3 separate regions of the Mus musculus genome follow, and regions 1 and 3 are each linked to region 2. Evidence: chromatin contacts called from public Hi-C and HiChIP or PLAC-seq data. All regions are on one chromosome and are shown on one strand. The core of a region is the stretch at or near the end of the contact, and the rest is flanking DNA. Distances in the headings are between cores, read along the strand shown. Region 1 has its middle 7.3 kb from the start of Gm51650. Region 2 holds the start of Cacna1e (calcium channel, voltage-dependent, R type, alpha 1E subunit). Region 3 holds the start of 4930452N14Rik (RIKEN cDNA 4930452N14 gene).

Region 1 (2,842 bases), core at 71-2,570, 280 kb before region 2:
CTTTTTGCGTATGTGAAGCAAGCTACTTATAAGAAGGAAGGGGTTATTTAAGCTCATGGTCTCTGAGGTGTAAGTCTACTGTCACTAGATGCCATCATTTTGGGCCTGTAGGGAGGCAGAACATGGTGTGTGTGTGTGTGTGTGTGTGTGTGTGTGTGTGTTGGGGAGTATGGTTGTATGGTTGAGCAAAACTATTTAATTCATGGCATCTGGAGAAAGGGGGAGGGAAGGAGAGAGGGAGAAAGAGAGGGGTGGAGATTATGACTGGATATGACTGTTGTCATGCCTTGCAAGGTATAACCCCCATGACCTCACTCCCTTCCGCTGGGTCCCACCTCCTAAGGACTTTTACCACCTCCTGGTCCTGTCCCTCACTGGCAATGAAGTTTTCAACTCATGCCTTCGGGGGACATTTAAGATTCATAAAATTGTAACCACATGGTTGCTAAGGTTATTATGAAGCAGAAAATTTGAATAATGATTGTTTTGTTCTCCAGCCCTTTGAGGCTTACATCCCTGCTGGGAAGGAAGCTGAGCAGATTTTCAGTTTTCTCTCCTCTACCCCGCCTCCTGCAGCCCCCCTCCCCGACTGCAGAATGGAACCCCAAGACTGACTGCACCATACACAATGAATCTTGGGTGCTTTTCCCCATGGGTGTAAGAGAGCCAGGGCTACATCATAGGAGAAGGAGCCACACACCCAGGCAAGATATTCTTCTAGGGAAGGGTACTTTGGAGTTAGGCGTGTCCAACCCATAGAGAGAAAAAGAGCCTGTACACGGCTCTGTACAGGGGTTTCCAAGCTTACTCGTTCCTGGAGTTTTCTTTTCCTACAGGCCGCCAGGGTGCGCCTGGTGCCTCCGGCCTCTGCGGCCGGTTCCTCATGTTGCCACTGGGTGGTGCTGTGTCCCGCGTGTACAATGCTGTTTCAGACCAAGTGGCTAACCTAGTCCTCAGCAAATCTGTGTGTTCTGGAAGCTACCGGGGCCATGGCTACCGGGGCTTACAGCCCAGAGCTGGAGTAGAGATGGTGTTCATGTAAGAGAGCAGCCTTAGAGAGAGGAGCCTTCATTCCATACAAAGTTCTGCAGGGTTTTCTGGGGAGGCCCTTGGTTTCTGACTTGGCTTTGCACCCAGGCTAAACAGAACCCGAGTTCTGGTGTTTTTAGGCGTTAGTTACCCACGTATTGGTGAATTCCAAGCTACCAGTGAGCAGAGATATACAGAGGAGACAGCGTGAGTCTCTCTAGCTAATGTGACCACGGAGATGAGTGGTTAATTCTCGCAACCTCGATTTCCTTTCCTACAAAATGGGCTAAGGCATTACTCGGAAAGTACCCGGAAAGTAAGAGGAAGTAACTTGATCTCACCTACCCCTTAAAATGGCTCTGCTTGTTCTAAAGATCTGGTTTCATGTCAGCTTTCCCAGTGAACTACAAAGTCTGTGAAAGCAGAGACTACACATCCCACGGCCATCTTTGTATTTCTAGTGTCTGGCACAGGGCCTGGCACATAGTATATGCTCAATAAACATGTCAACATCAAACTGAGAGCTATGTGAGCAGATCACGTGGTGGGGATTGCTTATGCATGATAACAGCTGTGCAGAGACCCTTCCCTTGGGTTTACATCTGGGCTCTTGGGCTCCTTCTGTGACTCTGGGTGAGCCATACATCTCTCCTCCTGAGCTTTCTCTGAACCATGGAGGGTTAACTTGTTGATTCTTGCATGGATCCTTCCAGAGATGAGGCATATTTCATCTTTTCAAAATGCTGTGGTCGTGGACTGTCGTATCCTGGGCTGGTTTTCAGAAGGAGTGGTGTGGTTGTGTTCCTTGGGCTACCCAAGTGCTGCTGCCCAGGCTTATGAACTTAAGTTTGTATCACTAGAGGCTGGTGGGGTAGGGGCTGAGACACGGGCATCAAGATCTCCTTGGCTCCTCCCCAACTTGTTCTAAGTCTTTAGAGCAGAATAGAGGACATGCCAAGGTTGCCACACCAAATGTAAAAGTGATGCCTACACATGGGAAAAGGAGTCTCTCTGGCTTTCTCCCGACAGAACATCAAATCCACCATGGTCCTGCCAACCCTAGCTCTGAGGCTGCCTCCCTGTGTGCTTCCAATAGCATAAGCCGTGCCCTCCCCCCAATCTCCTGTGTCCCCTGACACCTCAGCTGCTGCCAGCAACCCCCAGCTTGGCACTGCATGCTGCTGCCCACCAGTGGTGGCTTCCTTGTCTCCTGGCTTCCTTCTAGCTGCTTCTGTCTGCAGGGGGGTAGGGAGGGGTGTGTACGTCTGAAGTGTGGGGCTGGCCTCCCAGTGAGCAGGGGAGAGAGCTGCCTCAGGTTGTCTGATCACTGCAGGGGCTAAGCCCTTACCTCCTTCCACCACCCTAGCCCTCTCACCCCCCCCCCATCTGCTCACAGAGGATGTGGCTTCATTCTCCTTCTCTGGGAGTGGGTCTGGAGTATCATGCAGCTCCAAGTCCCAAGGCTTTCTCCTTCCAAGCAGCCCTTTGGGAAGGGTCTGTGTGAGGCATCTATCACCTTTCCATCTCCGGACACTGTGTCCATTCCAGTGCTTAGCTTGTCTTGCTGAGACCACCCTTCTTGCTGATTGACTGTGCCCACTCCTCTTCTGTTACCTCTGATTCTTTTTGCCAGTTCTTACCTGGGCTACTGCTATGACTTGCTAACAGGGGTCTGATTGCTCCCTTGACACCTTCTGCATTTGAGCATATTCTCTAATGTAAGTCTACTCAGGTCTCCCTCCTTTTCTCTGTCTCTATTCTTTCTCCTTCCTTCCTTCCTTCCTTCCTTCCTTCCTTCCTTCCTTCCTTCCTT
Region 2 (2,840 bases), core at 298-2,797:
AGAAGGTCCCAGAGAAGCAGAGGTACTTCTCTATGAGGTCTGTTAAGTGTTGGTTTAGGAAGAGGGCACTCTCTTTGCCCTGGGGATCCCTGTTGATGGTAGTGGAACCTAGGAGATCCAAAGCAGAGGCTACAAGATCCTAGGGTGGGGTGCACAAGTCCCTACTCTCCACTAGAGCAGTGGCGAGCAGAACCCTATGCAGAGTATGGAAAGAGGCACAGCCCTGAGTACCCTTCCTAGGACCAAAGAGAGTGTTCCTGGACAGGTCTTTGATCTGTTGCAGAGAGTCTGCAGGCATCACCAGCTTCAGTGGGCCTCTCTTTTCCATCTCCTGAGGGAACCGCGACTCTTCCTTGGACCCTTGCCTAGGTAGCCTTCAGTCAAACGAATTCACAAGCCAAACCAGCCTCACCACGCTGGACTCTGAGAGCCCCGCCCCCGCGTCTCTCTCGGATCCTTGGCCACCTTGCTGCGCTGCTGCGCTGTGCTCCTCAACCTGCCCTTAAGCATCGTCTCTGCTCTCTGTAGCCAGGAAGGCCGGGAGGAGAAAGAGCTGGTCTTTGGTGAGGAAGTTCGGTATGTGGATTAAGTCCTATGCCCTGCCATCACTAGCTAGGCTGACTGCAACCTGTTCCTCACTGCGACCGCCCGCCCGCTCGCTCGCTCGCTCTCCCACCCTCTTCCCGGCGCAGCCGCGGATCGCTGTTGCATGCTGATCCTGGGAGGCGGCGGCGGCGGCGGCAGCGGCGAGCGCTCTGGGCGGATGCTGGCACTTGGGCTTCGCTGCTCTCTGGTTGCTGCTCAACTTCTACCCCAAAAGCAGGAGCTGTGAAGTCATTTGCCCCTCTCCGGCTGGTTCGACTTCTCATCTTCATTTTTCGGGCGATGCGGTTTACGCAGGAACCTTAGTACCGCTCTCCCCCCCACCTCCATCTCCCTCTCTCCAACCTTTGGATGCATCTCCGCTGGCAGATTTAAAGAGCCAAGTCTTGGCTGTGGAATTTCTTAGATGGACTTGCAGGGGCTGGCGTTCTAAAGCATGTCACCGTAGCTGGCCCTTGTCTTTTTTTCTTTTCATTTTTTTCAAAGTTCTTTTGTTTTCATTTCCTTCTTCCTCTCTACCCCTCACCCCGACCAATAAATCAGCAAACTGTTACCTAGCGGACCAGTGCCTGCCTTTCTCTCAGCCAGGTGGTACGTGTGCCAGAAGAGGAGCTATGTTTGAGGACCGACCTTCTCCACCCCTCTCCGGTCCCTGAACACCACCCCACGCTGGCATTTTGGGGGAAAATATTCCCTCTAGAAGCCCTACCCCCTTCTTCTTCTTCTTCTTCTTTTTTTTTCTTGAGGAATGGAGCTTCGCAGAGGTTGCCTTTAGATTCAACAGTTCAGAGCAGGGCTGAAGAGCCTGCAGGGGTCCCCAGAGGCGGTGGTCCCTGCGCCTGTGTGGATAAGGCTCTGAGCCTGCCTGTGTCTTTTCTGCCTCTTGTTGTGTGCGGGTGTTCGGCGATCACCTTTGTGTGTCTTCTGTCTGTTTAAACTTCAGGATGGCTCGCTTCGGGGAGGCGGTGGTCGTTGGCAGGCCAGGCTCAGGCGATGGAGACTCGGACCAGAGCAGGAACCGACAAGGAACCCCCGTCCCGGCCTCGGGGCCGGCGGCCGCCTACAAGCAGTCAAAAGCGCAGAGGGCGCGGACTATGGCTTTGTACAACCCCATACCAGTCCGGCAGAACTGTTTCACGGTCAACAGATCCCTGTTCATCTTCGGAGAAGATAACATTGTCAGGAAATACGCCAAGAAGCTCATCGATTGGCCATATCCTTTCTTACCCACCATGACTTCCCTCTCCCCCTTTGCATTCCATCGGGTGAGGGGGGGCACCTAGCATGGAATCTATTCCCCACCCCTTCCTGGTGCCAAAATTTGCCCCTTTGCTCAAGTGCACCCTACCTTGTTGCATTCACGGGGCAAGCCTGATGCCCCGGAGACCTATTTGGGCAGTAGTGGTTTTCAAGGTAAGACTTTTGGTTTTGGGGATTATTTTCCATGTGGAAATCTCTAAGTGTACTTAGGTGCCTGGTGTGGAGACATCTGCCTCTTTCTGGGCTTTGTCTGTTTCTTGGCCACCCCCAAAGTCCTAACCCTTTCAGAAGCTGCACTCCATGTGGTTTGGCTTACCTCAAATCTCAAGGATTCTTTCATAATCAGTTCTCTCTTTTCCACCACTTAAGCCAGTCCCTCTGCTCCCATTCCTACCAGCTGGGAAGACACTTGCACTGTCTGCCAGCAGAGAAGTTGAGGTTCTGGGAGGGATTTGCCAGATGAGAAGCTCCAAAGAGTAGACCCATGTATACAAGAAGACAAATGAGTACTTATGAAAAAGGCGTTGGGCTAGGGACTCAGCTAACTCTGGAGACCAACTTTAAGTTCTACTGAAAGTGAATGCCTGTCAGGGGAGATGATCATGTCACCACCAGCCCAAAGAGCTCAAAGTTGGAGTTCTTTCTTCAGGCAAGGAGGTGTGTTCTTCCTTTCTTGGTCCTGGGTTGTTACTCTTGCTTCTTAATGTTTGCCATACCTGGCTGCTCTCCCAGTATACTGAACCATAGATCTACTGGGCCTGAACCCATCAGCTGAGGGTCAGAGGTGTGCAAACAATTTCTCTCTAAAGCCAAGGGTGTTGCTCTTTACAAGGAGTGGGTAGGTCATCTATGGAGGTGATGGTTTGGGAGTAAAAGGCTAGGATGGAAGAAACATCTTTGCAGGTTTTACCAAGCGCACTGAATGCAGGCTGCTGATCAGGCAGCTTCCTGCCTGCTCTGCACTAAGAATTTGCATG
Region 3 (2,720 bases), core at 35-2,534, 470 kb after region 2:
ACAGCAAGGCTGATGGGCTCCAATCCAGAAGGGCCAGTAGGTCAAAGGTCAGTGAGCACGCCACTTCCTCTTGACACTTCCATTTCCTCGTGTATAAATGTGAGAGGTCTGGAATGGATCTGCCCATCCCAGAGTGATGCGCAGAGGTCTATTGAGGTAACAACTCAACTTGGTCTCCTTTGTTCATCCAAAAGGCTCAGTGGCATTTTAAAGACTCAAATGCTAAGGAAAGTGAGATTATGGAATTTCCAGAAAAATGGGTACATCTGTAAACTATTATAAGTGAGGTGATCCAGACTCAGGAAGGCATAGTCTTTAATATGTAAATCCTAGCCTTCAGTGTTTGTATGTATGTAAACAGGGGGTGGGGGGGCTAGGTGTGAGTAGGCATAGGCTATGAACCTAGACCATGGGAGGGGGGACAAGAGGCATTGAGGAAGATGGTAAGACAAAGGGACTAGTGATATGAAAACAGACAGAGGTACTAGGGGTGGGAAGAGTACAGCGGGATAATGGCTAGGAGGAGGAAGAAGGCTACACAACAAACATTGTTTTCTTTGGGAAATGCCACAAGGAAACCTAATATTTTGTATTTTAAATAAGAAAAATAAAAATTTAAAGGTCTATAGTTTTTTTGTAATTAAAAATAATAATAACCACAGAACACTGGCGATCACCTCGTTCTTCAAACTCTATTGCTCATGAAACAGGCTTGCATCTGTATCTCTGTCCTGATAACCTTTTAACCTACATGCCACTGGATCCTAATGCTCTCTGGGCTCAGGTTTGAAAATGAGCCCCTGAACTAGATGTCTATATGAACAACCTTGTGAGCTACTGCCAACTCCAGATTCAACTCAGTTCTGCCACAAGAGAGCTTACATCTTTCAGGTGCCATGAAGAACAAGGACCCTGCCTTCCAACTGTTCCCAGTCATGGTCTACACTGATCTTCCTGATAGAAAAGCAGGTGGTCCAGTGAGCTGACGGCATCTCCATAATGCGAAGGGGGAGCTCCAAAGGTTGGTGCTTGCTTCCGTCTGGCTCACTGCCCCACAAAGAGCTCATCTTCTGTCCCCAGTTGTCGACTTTGAAATACCGTGTATCAAAAATATGTGACTCTATGATGAAATATTGAAAGGAAGCTGTCTGTTGTTTTCGCAACAGATCCCCTGCATACTGAACCGCAGGAGCTCTATTCCGGTTCTGGGGAGGGCTAGAAGGAAGCGGGATATTATGGGGTAAGACAATGGTTGTCACGGATCCTGCAAATAAGCGTCAGGAGCTCCTGCCTGTGATTGGCAAGTCTGAAATCGTTTCGGTGGGGAAACGTATCGCATCAAGAACAGGAAGATTCTTGTTTGGTGCCAGAGCAGCTTGAAATCTGGTCCAGAATATTTTATCAAAAAGAAAAAAAAAAAAAAAAAAAAAAAGCTCTGACTTGGGATTCTCTCTTCTGAGCAAGACAATTGCAATCTGCTTCAAGCTTTAGAGCTAATGGTACCACCCACTGAGTCTCCTTTTGGACCTATGAATAGGGACAATTCTCACAGTTTTAAAGTGGCCCCATCATGTCAAGCTACTAGAGGTATGATCTGGAGGGCAGGAGCAGCAGGGGGGAAGAGCTGGCAGAAACCCGGGATGTTTCCGGAGGTGACAGGTAGCTCACTCATTGCATGCTAAAGACCTCCAAAGCAACAGTCCACTCTAATAAGGAAGACTGTGTTCCCATGCTCTTCTTGATGGGAAGAACAGTAAATGGAAATCCAAAATAATGAAACAGAGATGTGGGATGGGAGGGAGGAGAAGTTGGCCACTGAGCAATGAGACCAAAGGACGATGAAAGGAGGCACAGGTAAAAGAGAGACAATGTCAAAGTGGAAATGGATTCAATTTCAAGTCTAGGGAAATCAAATACCCACTCTCCCAGTCTCCATATGTATAGCAGCAGACAGGAGAGAACATTGTTCCCTAAAAAAGAGAGTGGGATGTTAGTAAGAGAAGTGGGAGAGAGAGAATAGTTATTACATGACTTCATTTTCCTAAAGTAACTAACCATTTGAAAGCTTGCCCTGCAGGCAGCTGGGCCACACCCTCCTGGGAGGGACTTCTGAATTCCCAATGGCTGTTTTCATCTGACTTTTGGAAAGTGTAAGTTAGGTGGGCTGCCTCAACCACTAAACCTATGATAGTCTGGGATCTTTGGGAATAAAAGGGGAGGGGAGCCATGAGGTAGGGCCAGCTTCTTTTGTTGGGGCCCATGAGAAGATATTGGGGTCTCCTAGGGATTTGGGCTTCAGAGTGCCAGGTAAGCCCTGCAGATACTCGGTCTTAACTCCTTTTGGACCTTATCTCTTTCATACTCCTCTCTCTCTCTCTCTCTTTCTCTCTCTCTCTCTCTCTCTCTCTCTCTCTCTGCCCTTTCTTACTTAGTTGGGCAATCAACACCCTCCTCCCATCTTCCTTGTTCTTCCCCTGTGGCCACTTTCTCGTTGTCACAATGGGAGTGTAGCCCAGGTCATAAGCAGTTGTCTTTAGAGAGTACTTTTTGTCTTGCTCTATAGTCAACCATGCAGGCTTCTGACCTTACACACACCAATGTCCTGTTTCCTTCCTTCCTTCCTTCCTTCCTTCCTTCCTTCCTTCCTTCCTTCCTTCCTTCCTCCCTCCCTCCCTCCCTCCCTGCCTGCCTGCCTGCCTGCCTTCCTTCCTTCCTTCCTT

The links. A called contact is a pair of places that touch in the nucleus more often than the background predicts. HiChIP or PLAC-seq counts read pairs in DNA pulled down with a chosen protein or histone mark.
Region 1: a contact with region 2 is called in a Hi-C map of B cells, with 34 read pairs. The contact joins the enhancer-like site here to the promoter of Cacna1e in region 2. A contact is called at or near these places in 2 of 39 promoter capture datasets (hippocampal neurons and stem cell-derived epiblast-like cells), 1 of 15 datasets of contacts at CTCF or cohesin (large pre-B cells), 8 of 484 Hi-C or Micro-C datasets (B cells, cerebellum, embryonic stem cells and 2 more), 6 of 115 datasets of contacts at active chromatin or transcription factors (astrocytes, embryonic stem cells, oligodendrocyte precursor cells and 1 more) and 1 of 9 other capture datasets (embryonic stem cells).
Region 3: a contact with region 2 is called in an H3K4me3 HiChIP or PLAC-seq map of forebrain, with 8 times the contacts expected there. The contact joins the promoter of 4930452N14Rik here to the promoter of Cacna1e in region 2. A contact is called at or near these places in 6 of 39 promoter capture datasets (the 3T3-L1 cell line, the HPC-7 cell line, hippocampal neurons and 2 more), 2 of 15 datasets of contacts at CTCF or cohesin (large pre-B cells and stem cell-derived epiblast-like cells), 9 of 484 Hi-C or Micro-C datasets (the BV-2 cell line, bone marrow-derived macrophages, cerebral cortex and 4 more), 17 of 115 datasets of contacts at active chromatin or transcription factors (embryonic basal ganglia, embryonic fibroblasts, embryonic forebrain and 8 more) and 1 of 9 other capture datasets (adipose tissue).

The regions. Positions count from the first base shown.
Region 1 is chr1:155,004,774-155,007,615 of GRCm38.p6, reverse strand. No RefSeq gene overlaps it. Among named protein-coding and RNA genes, the nearest start is that of Gm51650, 7.3 kb to the right of the region's middle. Within about 2 kb of position 1,320, at least 40 of the 459 cell types and tissues checked have an H3K27ac peak or open chromatin away from gene starts, as enhancers often do. A contact at or near this core is called in B cells and hippocampal neurons, where this site is marked.
Region 2 is chr1:154,724,627-154,727,466 of GRCm38.p6, reverse strand. It overlaps Cacna1e (calcium channel, voltage-dependent, R type, alpha 1E subunit), which reads left to right and starts at 1,547. Exons shown (of 47, transcript NM_009782.3): 1 at 1,547-1,816. The coding sequence starts at 1,548.
Region 3 is chr1:154,255,470-154,258,189 of GRCm38.p6, reverse strand. It overlaps 4930452N14Rik (RIKEN cDNA 4930452N14 gene), which reads left to right and starts at 1,284. Exons shown (of 4, transcript NR_040629.1): 1 at 1,284-1,587; 2 at 2,078-2,150. 4930532M18Rik (RIKEN cDNA 4930532M18 gene) reads right to left here and starts at 2,501. Exons shown (of 3, transcript NR_108050.1): 1 at 2,429-2,501.